Regions from separate parts of the Mus musculus genome. Here region 2 is linked to region 1. A link is a contact called in public HiChIP or PLAC-seq data. All regions are on one chromosome and are shown on one strand. Each heading gives the region's core, a stretch centred on a gene start, on an enhancer-like site or on the middle of the called end of the contact. The rest is flanking DNA. Distances are from core to core; before and after follow the strand shown. Region 1 has its middle 11 kb from the start of Gm40403. Region 2 overlaps Dock4 (dedicator of cytokinesis 4).

What was found. HiChIP or PLAC-seq counts read pairs in DNA pulled down with a chosen protein or histone mark.
Region 2: a contact with region 1 is called in an H3K27ac HiChIP or PLAC-seq map of embryonic stem cells, with 9 read pairs. The contact joins two enhancer-like sites. A contact is called at or near these places in 2 of 15 datasets of contacts at CTCF or cohesin (both in the NIH/3T3 cell line), 6 of 484 Hi-C or Micro-C datasets (B cells, DN2 thymocytes, bone marrow-derived macrophages and 2 more), 3 of 115 datasets of contacts at active chromatin or transcription factors (embryonic stem cells and microglia) and 2 of 9 other capture datasets (adipose tissue and bone marrow-derived macrophages).

Annotation. Positions count from the first base shown.
Region 1 is chr12:40,255,378-40,261,899 of GRCm38.p6, forward strand. No RefSeq gene overlaps it. Among named protein-coding and RNA genes, the nearest start is that of Gm40403, 11 kb to the left of the region's middle. Within about 2 kb of position 2,899, at least 9 of the 459 cell types and tissues checked have an H3K27ac peak or open chromatin away from gene starts, as enhancers often do. A contact at or near this core is called in embryonic stem cells, where this site is marked.
Region 2 is chr12:40,702,007-40,708,528 of GRCm38.p6, forward strand. It overlaps Dock4 (dedicator of cytokinesis 4), which reads left to right. Exons shown (of 53, transcript NM_172803.2): 14 at 855-979; 15 at 2,325-2,487. Among named protein-coding and RNA genes, the nearest start is that of Dock4, 260 kb to the left of the region's middle. Within about 2 kb of position 2,470, at least 5 of the 459 cell types and tissues checked have an H3K27ac peak or open chromatin away from gene starts, as enhancers often do. A contact at or near this core is called in embryonic stem cells, where this site is marked.

The DNA.
Region 1 (6,522 bases), core at 1,649-4,148:
CAGATCTCATTACGGGTGGTTGTGAGCCACCATGTGGTTGCTGGGATTTGAACTCAGGACCTTCAGAAGAGCAGTCAGTGCTCTTACCCACTGAGCCATCTCTGCAGCCCCACATATTTCACTACAGATCCTTAGATGCTTGACAAAAGCATGGGCCTATTTCTAAGTAGTGCAAGTTGATATTTTTTAGGAACAGATTTATTTGAAGATCCTATAGAAACATTGTCCCTAAAACCTTAACAAACATTAAGGGGCAATGGCAGCGATTTATTATATAGATTTCAAAACTAAGTTTCCTTAAAGCATGGGAAGCATGCAATGACATTCACCGAGGAGACTACCATTGAAAATAAACACAGACCATGGGTAGGTGAAGGACAGAGGAAAGGTCCTCCAGTAGGCAGAGGACAAACATAGGATTAGACCTTAGGGAACCTGTGATGTCAGTGGCCAAGTGTCTGCTCTCCCTAACGCTTATCAGAAGTTTACTTGTTGTTCTGACGTGGCCCCACTGGAGGGGTTGTGGCACAGGTCCTCCACGTGTTGAAAATGAGCTAGGGTTTGGGTAACAGACCTGGGTGTGATACCTGGAGCCGCTGGAAAGGGGTTAATATTGTAGTAAATTTGAAGTAGCAACAGGGGGGAAAGTCAGCTGGGCAAAAGGCCTGGGATTCTGGCTCTACCACAGTCATGATCTGGATGAAGTCTTCTGCCTCTGTTTGTTTTTATTTTGTTCTGTGTATTGTGTTAGGTGTGTACCTAGAGCCTTGTGTGTGCTAGGCATGTACTGAAGTGCTGAGCTACACCTCCAGTCCACATTTTCAAGTGTTAAATAACAGTTTGCCACTAGGGGATCCCCAAGGTTCCTTCCTATTCATAGAGTCAATAATGGCTTTTGTGTTGTCCCCACCTTAACATTCCCCATCTCAGTTAACACATGAGCTTATAAAAGTGAGAATAAGATGCTAGTTTTTCTGCAAAAACAAAACAAAACAAACAACAAACCAGGTAATTGAGGAAAGGACTCCTATATGACTCTAATAGGCCTTTCCAGTAGGAATTTCTGATTTGAAAGCACAAGGAAATTAATATCCTTTCATTTATTTCATGTGGATGGGTTTGTGCATGCTTCAACCTGCTTCAAGCTGTAATGCATATTGCTTGTATATAACTGTATTCCTTGGGGCTTCTTCAGTAGACAGGATACTTCTTCAATGTGGAGAGGCCATTACCTGCCACCAAATTTTAGACTGTCTGCAGTAGCTGACATGAAATAAATGTTCAGTCACAGAGACTTCCACTTGAAGGAACAAGATATTTAGAACCAGGCCTTTCCAGAACTGCCCTTCGCACAACAGTCATGCCTGGCAGAATTGAGGGCACTTGACTGTAAGTATCTGCTTCTGTCTCAGTCAGCTGCTGGTACGGCCTCTCAGAGGACAGCCATGCCAGGCTCTTGTCTGTAAACATACTGTAATAGCATGAGTGTCAGACTTTTGTGTCTTCTTCTTCTTCTCTTTCTTCTTCTTCTTCTTCTTCTTCTTCTTCTTCTTCTTCTTCTTCTTCTTCTTCTTCTTCTTCTTCTTCTTCTTCCTCCTCCTCCTCTTCCTCCTCCTCCTCCTCTTTTTTTGTTTTGTTTTGTTTTGTTTTTTTCAAGACAGGGTTTCTCTGTGTAGCCCTGGCTGTCCTGGAGCTCACTCTGTAGAACAGGCTGGCCTCAAAGACTCTTTCTTTTTGCTTTGATCAGTCCTCACACTGCTGTCAAGAAAATGAAGGAAAGTCTTTATTGTCAGCCCGTCTTGTCTTCCAAACGATCACTCATAAAAAGAGCAAGTTTTGAGCAGACATTTATTTAGTCTATGGCATCCACCAAATGAGTCTCCACAAATTTAATCTCTACATTTCTCCCTCATTGCTTAGTTTGTTGTGCTTCTCGGGCTTTTCTGTGAAAAGAACTCTATTTTAACAGACTACCAGATTATTCCTGGAGACAGCCCTAGGCCAACTCTGCACGCACGCGTTTCTGCAATAGCCCAACAGAGGGCAGCACAACACTGCTGGCTCCTCCCGTGTGGGCTGCGGTGGTTGTCAAAGGATTTCAGTTTTGAAAAGCTGAGCTCCTATCTGCTCAAGAATTTAGAGTAGAACTTTAGACAAAGGATCTTTAATTGCATGCCGATAAAACGTCAAAACTATTGTGCATGAAGTAACTGGGCTTTAAAAAAATAACTTTTAAAACAATGCATTCAGGATTAGGTGACAGGCTTGCCGCTGTGAGCAAAATTCTTTTTTTTTTTTTTAACTCATCAAAAAAGCTTCAGCCTGTGAGGAAATTCTTACAATCTCCTCTGTAAATCACTGGGCTGAGCCTTCCTACCTTTGGATTACATAATAGTACCATATGCCAAAATGGATGGTCTGCAGATTCGGGTAACCCATTTTTAACTATAAAGGAGAGGTTTTGGGTTTTTTTGTTTTGTTTTTTGTTGTTGGTTTTCACCTCCCTGTGAAATTTTTAATGACGAGTAAGAGCGGTTGTTTGGAGAAGTTGCTTATTTCACAGAACGCAGCTGTTATGCCTCATGTTAGATGTGAAGAAAGGCATCTGAAGGTGACCTTTCCTCAAGTCTTCTCCATCATAAATAACAATAAGAAAAAAAAAAAGGTTTCCCCAGGTTAGGCAGAGGTTTTTCAACCAAGGCATAGATAACCTATCTGTGCCTAGACTTATGGGGACAGCGGCTTTAGGGTTTCTAAATCAATTCCTAAGGCACCAGTAGGAAACTTAGAAAAAAAAATTCAAGTGGGAAGGTTTCGATTTCTATTGAGCTTAGACACATTCTGAGAGGGAGCATTTAGTGAACAGAAAGATCCAAAGAGTCTGAGGCACGTGTTACTGCCCTCAACGGTATTTAAGGATTCAGGAAATGCAAGAGCTCTCACTGGACATCAGAGCTCGGTACTCCATCATGTTCTCTTGATTTCCAAAAGATTCCAGATCCGTCTCTAACTCGCAAAACATGTTAAATCTAAATTAAAAAAACAGAAATAAATGAGGTACACTGTCAAATCTCAGGGTGCACAGCCAACGAATGTCCTTTCTATGCAGCTGGGAGCCCTTAAGAAGGGCCTGTTCCGCTTCAGCCCTCCAGCACATGCAGGACCAGTCACCTTCTGTTCTCTAAGCTCCATCCTGGGTGGCATAAAGAAGCCCCCTCATGTGTGTGTGCTCCTCAACTTAGGAGCTATAGTAAAGCCGCCTATTGCTGGTACTTGTTCCACTTTAAGTGGTTTTGTCCACTCAAGATTGATTTGAAGAGGTTTAAGTAAGCTTCTTTATTGGAGTTTAGCACATATGCAGAAAAGTACAAGAATGTTAGAGGCCTAGGGTGTGGCTCAGTTGGGAAAGATCTCCATTTGAATCCCCAAACACCTACGTAAAAAGCTGGAGGTGGCTTGTAATCCCAGTACTGGGGAAAAGAGGCAGGAAGAACCCTGGCATTTCCTGGCCAGCCAAGTCTAGCCAAATTAGTGAGTTCCAGATTGACCAAGAGACCATGCATCAACAAGTATGGTGGCGAGCAATCCAGGAAGATACTCGAGGTTAACTTATGGTCTAGACACACACAAGTGAACATATGTATGCACACACACAAAGAGAGTACACCGTGAGTATAACTCAATGAAGAAACATTATCAAACAGATTAATCAAAGAAGACTTAAAAAAAAAAAAAAAAGCAATGTTCTAGGTGGCAGATGTCAGGAGAGCAATGCTAAGTGACTAAGTAAGACAGTTCGACACATGTCCCCAGAGTACCTGTGACTCTGGGTGCTTTCTTAGTCTATAAACTATAATGTTTCAAAGAAGCTGAACAGATATTATGTGGTAAGGGGGGACTGAAGAAAGAAAGAATAAAAAAGAGCACAAAGCAGGTTGATTTTTCTTAAGTTCCTTTCCTAGTAGAGGTTGGAGCAGAGAGGGTCATTTAGCCAGCTCCACTGGCTTTCTGAAGATTCATCGGCCCTTTCCCCATTTCTGGGAAAGCAGTATAAACACCGTGAGTCCTTGTTGTGTCAGATCTCCATTGTCTGCATTTCTTTCAGCTTTTTTTTTAGCTTCCAGGTTCCCGTGGGAATGGTTCATTAGTTCAGAATGTAGTATTAGAGGGTTTTTCTAGCCCCAAATTCCAAACTCTTCCATAGTCCCTCCAAACACAAGATCCAAACTTCTAATAACCATTTGGTCAGGTTGATTGGAGCAATGGTCCTACTTCTTGTTAATCAGTTTGCTGGATGTTCCTTCCCCTCATGGCTGAGACAAAATATCTGACCAGAAACTTAACAGAGGAAGGACTTATTGTAGCTCACAGTTGGAGATGCATACAAGCCATCATTGCCAGGATAAGACAGAGACAGAAGCTGGAAGCAGATCATCAAATTGCACCCAAACTTGGGAAGCAGAAAGAGATGATCTCTGGAACTCAAGCTAACTTTCTCCCTTTCATACAGTCTGGGACCCCAGACTCTAGAATGGTGTCATCCGCATTTAGAGCAGTTTTCTCTACCTGAATTACTAGGCCCAGATATTTGTTTCCAAGGTGATTCTAGTGTGTATCAAGCTGACAATCTGTATAAATCATCTCAACTTCCCTCTCTGCTGCTTGTCTGGTAATACAAGCTCAGGCTTGAGCAGAAGTGGTATTTGCAGTAATAGCAGAAAGAGACTAGAAACAGATGTTATATGCTAAGGGTGGCCATAGGGCAAGCAAAGGACATCAAATATGACATAGTCGAAGCAGCTCATTTCACAAGCAGCTACATAACTTTGAATATACATAGCCTATGTAAATAAGTCTGTTGGCTATCACAAAGTTGATCTCTAGCCTGGGAACGTTTTCATTCTTGAGTAGGAGTTTGGGTGAGACAGACAAGCTTTTAAATTAAAATCATAGGGTTATAGCAGGGTGCTATCAAGGTCTCCCTGAAACTTCAAAGCTAGAAAGATTAGAATGACAGCTTGGACATCCTAATCATCCTAAAATGGTCGAGTATCGTGTATAATCTAGGTCCTCTCCAGAAGCGACTCAGGTAGGATAGTCTGCCTCATTAACCCTAGCTCCTTTCCCAGCTGCGTCACGTTGTTCTCAAGTTTCTTTCTAGGGGCAGCACCCTTAGAAGCACATGGCCCCCAAATAACACGACATCTGAAAAAGAAGACAGATTTGGAGTCCTGAGAAAGAAACAAGTTGTCAAGGGTGGGATGTGTGGTGTGTGCTGAGTCTGAAAGAGGCTTCCAAGTCCGTTTTGAGATCTGTGGCCTGTTGGTAGCAGTCAAGTTGCACGCATCCAGGGGCACACCTGACACCCTCTGAGCATTAGAGGGCTTTGCATTGGATTTCTTTGTTTCTAAAGGATTTCTAATTATCTTTTAGTGGAAATGATTACCAGATGGCTTAGTGGGGGAAATCTCTTTCACCTAGAGGAGCGCAATGCTCCCTCTCTAGAAGTGTCCAGTGCCAGGAAATAAATGATTTCTCAGTTATGAAATTAGAACTCAAAGATGGCTCACCCTTACCCTGATATACTGTCCCACCATAGACTTAATATATCTAAAATTCTGAGCCAGCCCCTCCTGGATCTTAGGGGGTTGAACCCAGGGCTTCTAGCAAGTACTCTATCACTGACCGGCCCCAGACCAGATTTTAACCCCTTTACGTTAATTTTCTCAGATATTTGCTATAATATCCAAAAGCTAACCCTGATGATAAAAGCAGCTTGCAACTTCAAAGGGCAATGAAGGTTTCTGGTGTCATGTCTTCTTGACCGCCATAGGCAAATAATATCAAAGATAGCAAAGCGGGGAGAGCGGGTGGGCTTGGAGTACCAAACAAGAATCATTTTCTTTTTTTTATCAGTGGATGGGATGATTTTCAAAACATTATCACTATACCCGTGGCAGGGGCTTTTAAAATCTAAGAACACAAGCACAAGACTCTGCTGATGTCTCTGGGAAGTAATATCATAAATCTCACATTCATCTAAGAACATTGCCTCCCACCTTCTTGTTCTTATTTTCTCGGAGCATCTGTAGCAAATTTCAAGAGTAGGCATGAAGAATAAACTTCATTCATGCCCTTTAGAGCAATCATTTCAAACCTTCATGGGAGATGTATAGCTGCAACACAAAACAAACTTCGCCAAAGGGGCAAAGGTGACTTGCTACTGGTTTATTTTTCACTGGCATCAATGATAAGTTTAAACAAATCTACTGAACACATTCATAATGAGCACATTTGGCAAGGCAGCCAGCCTAGCTTAGAAGAATAATTAACTCCAGAAGAAATTAAGTTCATATGGATAAAGAAAGGATCATGGTCTGGGTAGTGGTGGCTCACACCTTTAATCCTAGCACTTGGGAGACAGAGACAGGTGAATATAAGTTTGAAGCCAGCCTGGTCTACAGAGTGAGTTCCAGGAGGGCAAGGCTTACTCAGAGAAATCCTGTCTGGAAAAAAACAAAA
Region 2 (6,522 bases), core at 1,220-3,719, 450 kb after region 1:
AAATTTGTTAATTTATTTGTTTGAAAGTTCTGTTAAGCTGAGATGCCGGCCCTTCCCGTCACTCTCCAGTTCTGGTGATTTGCCTACTGACTTTACTCCCAATCCTTTTCCTCTAAGTTTTCTAGTTGGCTTTAGTTTTTGTTTCCTGGAGTAATAAGAAAGGGGCAATATTATAAAACAACCAAAGTTGTATACATCACCAAGGTAAACATACAGGTGACTTTTGTGTATCTTGACATGGTTTGAATCTAGGCTCTTTCTCATTTGTTTTATAGTATGGTATAATCTGCATGGTGTGAAATAACACACTGAGTTTTTGTGGCTGAGTATGCCACATCTGTTCCCATGCAATAATCTGGACTCTTCCAGCAGTGAGGTCATTCTTGTCCATGAGTCTTGGAAAAGGTTTCTGCTGTAATTATCTTTGCAGGTCCTGCCATTGCATTCTGTTTAGGTCTTTCTTTCCTCTAAGGAGCCACATGACTATAAAATAATAATACAGGCTCCTGAGAGCTATCACCGCTAGGCTGTCACTTTTAGTCACACCTCATAAATGAAATGAAGGAAATATTGGGAAAATGTGAGACAGCTGCCTCGTCCTCAGCCACCTCATTTGTCTCCTGAATGCCCGTTTGCTGCACTGCAGCACCAGAGTTCCAGAGCCCAGCCTGTATCCTCCTCCAGTGTTGATAAGCAGCGAGGGTAGAGACTGTTTTATAAAAGTGTAAATGCCTTGAGACTTTTATATGTGTAATGTAACAATAACCACGTGTTTTTACAAACTAACGTTTCTCTTGGTAGAATATTACATGTCCTAATATATGTAACATGCTCTTGCTTTCATTTTTCAACAGGTGAAATGAGGAATGATTTATATATCACCGTAGAAAGGGGGGAATTTGAGAAAGGAGGCAAGAGTGTGGCCAGAAATGTGGAAGTTACAATGTTCATTGTAGACAGTAATGGTCAGCCCTTAAAGGTATGTTCATTCTGGACGGCCGTTGGTCTGACAACCCTTGCTTGGCTTCATCTCTACCTGTGATCATTTAATTTCTCAGTTGCCAGTGTTTTTTTTTCTAACTCTATGTAGGCTTTTTATTTTCATTTTTTAAAGTTCATTAAGGGGCCAGAGAGATGGCTCAGTGGTTAAAAGCACTCAGAGGTCCTGAGTTCAATTCCCAGCACCCACATGGTGGCTCACAACCATCTGATGCTCTCCTCTCATACAGTCATACATTTAAACAGAACACTCACATACTATATATATGTATATGTGTATACATACTATATATATATATATATATATATATATATATATATATATATATGTATATACACATGGAACATGCTATATATATAAATGGAAACGGTGTTTTCACTTTCCTGACTATGTATACCAATAATTTTATTATAATAGTCATTCCTTAAATACAGTATTTTAGTATCATTTAATTTTTTTCTTACTTTTTTTTTTGTTCTGGCAATTGGGGAAAAACAACAACAACAACAAAGCCAAGCAGAATAAAAGAAACAAACAAACAAACCTATTTAGCTTGCTGGCTCAGGCCTTTAATCCCAGCACTTGGGAAGCAGAGATAAGCAGCTCTGAGTAGGAGGTCAGCCTGATCTACAGAGTGAATTCCGACAGCCAAGGCGGCACACAGAAACCCTGTCTCGAAAAACAAACAAACAACAACTACTACAAAAGGCCTACCATGTTTAGTTTTTTTTAATTTTTTTTTTTTAAGCCAAAGTAGAGTCTGGTACTACTTGACACTTGGGGAAACAATAACAGAACCTCTTCTGGAAGAAGTGTTTTCTCTGAACATAGCTAGTTTCACAGTGTGTTTGCCTGTTCTTCTAAAGCACTGGTTCTCAACCTTCCTAATGCTGTGACCCTTTAATACAATCCCTCATATTGTGGTGACTCCCAACCATAAAATTATTTTCATTGCTACATCATAATGTAAAATATCTGTGTTTTGTGATGGTCTTAAAGCAACTCCTGTGAGGAGGTCCTGCCACCCACGTGTTGAGAACCACTGTCCCAAAGGTTGCACTGGGCCATCACAGTCACCTCCGGATCATGGAAGAGCCTCCTGAGTGGGCTGGGAATGTGGTTTTCAGGAGTTGAATTCTTACATCACATCCCAGACTTAGAATAACAAGCCATGGAGAACCAGGTTCAGAACAGAACTGGTCTCCTCCTCACTAGGTAGAGCAAAGGCAGAAAAAGAAGAGAAAAGATAGGTAATGTCTCTTGGAAAGATGTTTGTGGAAGAGTCTAAATGAACCTGCCTTTAACTCACATGTTTCTTCATTAGGATTTTATCTCCTTTGGCTCTGGAGAGCCACCGGCTAGTGAGTACCACTCCTTTGTGCTCTATCATAACAACAGTCCCAGGTGGTCAGAGCTGCTGAAACTTCCTATTCCTGTGGACAAATTCCGGGGCTCCCACATCCGCTTTGAGTTCCGGCATTGTTCCAGTAAGTATGGGGGTGGACCCCGAGGCTCTGTGGGCTTGGGGTGAGTCCTGTACTTACTGTGGGCAGATCTATAGAAAAGGTGACAAAGGAGGAAAGAAGGCAAGCAGTGGGGGGCCCTGAAGTGAGGGGCCTGACTCCTAGAGAAGCTTTGAAAGCAAAGACATGAAAGAAAACACAGGAAGTCCAGGGAGTCACTGTAATTTGGCGGCTCATCGCTTCCAACCTAGAATATTTGAACAGGAGCGGGAGACACAGCTTTAGAAAAACTATACTTTCTGGTGGGCTTCGGCAATCCCGACCTGGTATTACCCAGAGCTGACTCAGCTCTGGGAAGCCCCCTTGGAATTTTCTGGGCATGTGAAGCTACCGGGAAAGCATCGGTGAAGCTTAAGTTTGTGCTGACTTCTGTAATGCCTGCATCATTGTGCAGTTCTAGATGATGCTGATACGAGATAAAGTAATTATCTCATTTCGCAGATTTAAGCAGCTCAAGACAAGAACAAGCTTTGTCCTTGTGGACATTACTAGTCATATCTTCAGTCTTATTTCAATCTGTTTGCTCCCTTTCTATCATTTCAAACTGGTTTTCTGCCTCCCCCAGCTCTAGACTAGGGGTTTTCTGACACGTCTGTGCCTCTGACGTGTCAGCACTTACCTGAGGAGTGATTGGCAAGGTTCTAGAGAATCTTGCTCTGGGAGAAGAATGAATATCAAGCAAGCGACACAGAAGGACCACATTGTTAGAGGTGCAGTATGCACTTCCTCGGAACATCAGGTGGAGGGACTGTGCCTGTCATCAGAGATATGGCATGTTTTTTTTTTCAGAATTGGCCAAATCGTCTCAGTAAATTGGATTTATGAGGGGGTTTAACAATGCAGAAGAGCTAGGGGGTGGTGCTGAATGCCTTTAATACCAGCACTCAGGTGGCAGAGGTTGGCAGATCTCTATGAGTGGGCCAGCCTGACCTACGGAGCTAGTCCTATGATGGCCAGAGATCTACAGAGAAACCCAATCTCAAAAAACCAAATCAAAACAAAAAGTGCAGATAAAATCTGTTTGGTTTCTGCACTCCCAGCCTTGTACCTAAAACATCGTTCACAGTTTTGTTCAGTTTTTGCTGTTGTTATTTTAATTCAGAAGAACTAGCCACAGGAAAAAGAAAAAAAAATCCCCACAGTCCCACCAAATGTAAATGCCCAGTGTAATCATTTTTATTACATGGAGCTTCAAATAGTCCTGTGTAAGTGATAGTACTTGTTCATCAGTATAACATGACTGATTTAGTCATAAAATTGAACACCTACTGGGTGCCACCCACTTTACTGGGTGCTAGAAGCACATCCCAGAGCAAGGTTCCTCCTCTTACAGGGTATTTACTGAGAGAGGGAGAGCAGATCGATGAACAATAAATGCATAAGAAACTGTGGTCGCCCCTTATCTGAAGGCTTGTTTCCTGTGCTGTCAGTTACTTCTGATCAAATACTAAGTAGAAAATTCCAGAATAAACCATTCCACCATTTTAAGTTACACCCCATTTCAGTAGCTCAGAGAAATCTTGCTCAGACAACACTTTGTCCAACTTGAGATATGAATTGTTTCTTTGCCCATATATCTGTGCTGTGTACCGTACCTGCCTTATGCTAAGCTGTCTGCAATATCCCTGCAGCTACTGAGATACCACAGTGCTTGTGTTCCTTTGAGCTTTATTGTACTTACCGCTGGTCCCCAAATGGAAGAATAGTGATACTAGTGTCTCAATATGTCAAAAGCAAGCAATAAGTTACTTCTATGTGAAAAGAAAGATGGAAATTCTAAACTTAGTAAGGAAAAGAAAATCTCATATGGAAGTTGATAATATCTCTGTTCTTAGTATCTTACCATCCTAATTTATGAAGATTACCAGGGGTCTATATGGATAGGGAAATCTGATCGGTTTATAAGTTTAATACTGTGTGTAGTTCAGGCAGCCACGAGGAGTCTTAGAACATGCACCCTGCATACTAGGGTGGGCTGCTGTGTACCAAATGGTGCGTATACCCAAGAAGATGGGGAGGACTAGAAAGTGGTGATGCTACGCTGCTGCTTTATATGGGATAGTCGGGAACAAGAGCTCTAATGAGGAGATGTGACAAGAAGAAACTAAAAGAACTGAGCCATGAGATATCCCAGGGAAGAAAATCCCAGGCAAGAACAGTAAATAAAGAGGGCATGAGGTTGAGAAATGCTTTGTATTTTCAAGGAATACTTAGAGACTGGAGCTGTAACAAGGGAACAAGGCCTTATATTGGCTTTTGTGTTCTGGTAAGGCCTGTGAATTTTGTTTGAGGAGGAGAGCTGATTTTGAGGGCAGCTCTGGCTGCTGTATAGATAATAGACCACAGATAGGCCAGTTGGAAATAGGAAGACTGCTTGGCCCTGGGTGGGGTGGGGGTGGGAGGTCTTTGCAGTTCTTGAAATAAATTAGAGAGTAAGATGGTAGCAATTTGATCTGTTTCTATAGATCACTCATGGATTAGATGTAGAAGAAAGGAAAACACCAAGGATGACCCAGTATTTGATCCTGAGAATGAAATGTCCATTTAATCAAGTAGGAAGACAACAGGGACCATCTGTTGCAGGGTGGGTGGTAGACACCAAACTTTTCATGTTAGAGATTTGACATCCACTACACATCCCTAAGTCTGAGTTGAAAACTTACATATGGGTTATTGTTCTGCTGTAAATATTTAATAAGCAGTACCAGGAGCAGGACTAGCTCTGATCTGTAACATTTGATGATTCTCATGCTATTATTGTTCCAACTTTTAAGCACTCATATGACTTTATGGAATGTTGGCTTAGGCAAAGATGTCTGTTTCCAGCTGGTGTGATCCAGCGTATTCTATCTCCAGCACAACATCCATTTTGATAATTTTAAAGTCAAAAGACTGGGTGAAATGCCTGAGTAGTAAGTTTGATAGCAGAGAAAAGTCCAAGAATGGAGCTCTAGGGCACATTTACAGCTGGGGAATGAAGAGCTGCCCAAGGACATTAAGAAGGACACACCAGAAGGTTGAAGGGCAATCAAGGAATCCAAGAGGCTAAAGAAAGATCAGTGTTTCAGTGAGAGAATTGAAACACTCTCAATTCAGCTGCTAGAGATATGTAAGATGAAGACAGAGAAATTAATATTCGATTTCAGATCCTAGAAATCACTGGACCTGATGAGCACTGTGGGTGGATTTGTAGTGATGAATTTGAGTTTAAGCATGAGAAGGAGAGAAGAAAAGGAAAACAACAAATAGAGATAAACCATTTAAGAACTTCTGCAATGGAATCATGCCTGTGGGTGGAACAACTCAGTATTGTCAAGATGTCCTAACTAAATCTGTAGGTCCAATGTGATCCTAGTTAAAAAAAAAAAAATCTCAGCACATTTCTTAATGAGTAAAATAAAACAGATTCTGAAGTTGATATGAAAAAGCCAAAGATCCAGCATAGTCAATATAAAATGGAAGATAAACAAAGTTGGAGGAATAACATTGCATGACTTTACGACTCACCATAAAGTATACTGGGTTGGGGTATATCTCCTTTGGTAGAGTGCTTGCCTAGCAAGCACAAAGCCCCAAGTTCAGTACTGGTACAATATATAGCAGATGGTGGCACAAGCCTCTAATTCCAGCACTCAGTGAGTAGAGATACTAGAATAAGGTCCTACTAGACTATTCATCAAGTTCTAGAAAAAAATACAGAAATCAACACACCTTGCCTAGTATGAAGGACTAGAAAAAGTATCAGTAGAACAGAATGGAGAACCCAGATATAGATGGAAATAGATATAGATAGACAAAACATCTTTGACAAAGAAGCAAAGTCAAGTCCATAGAGGTACATGGTACTGGTATATCAGCTCATCCTCAGCTAAAATTGAAATCTAGCTACAGACTATATATTCTTAAAAAAAATTAACTCAAATTGAATTATAGGTGTAAATGTAAAATATCAAACTATAAAAGTCCTGGAAGGTAACATAGAAGAAAATTTAGATAACC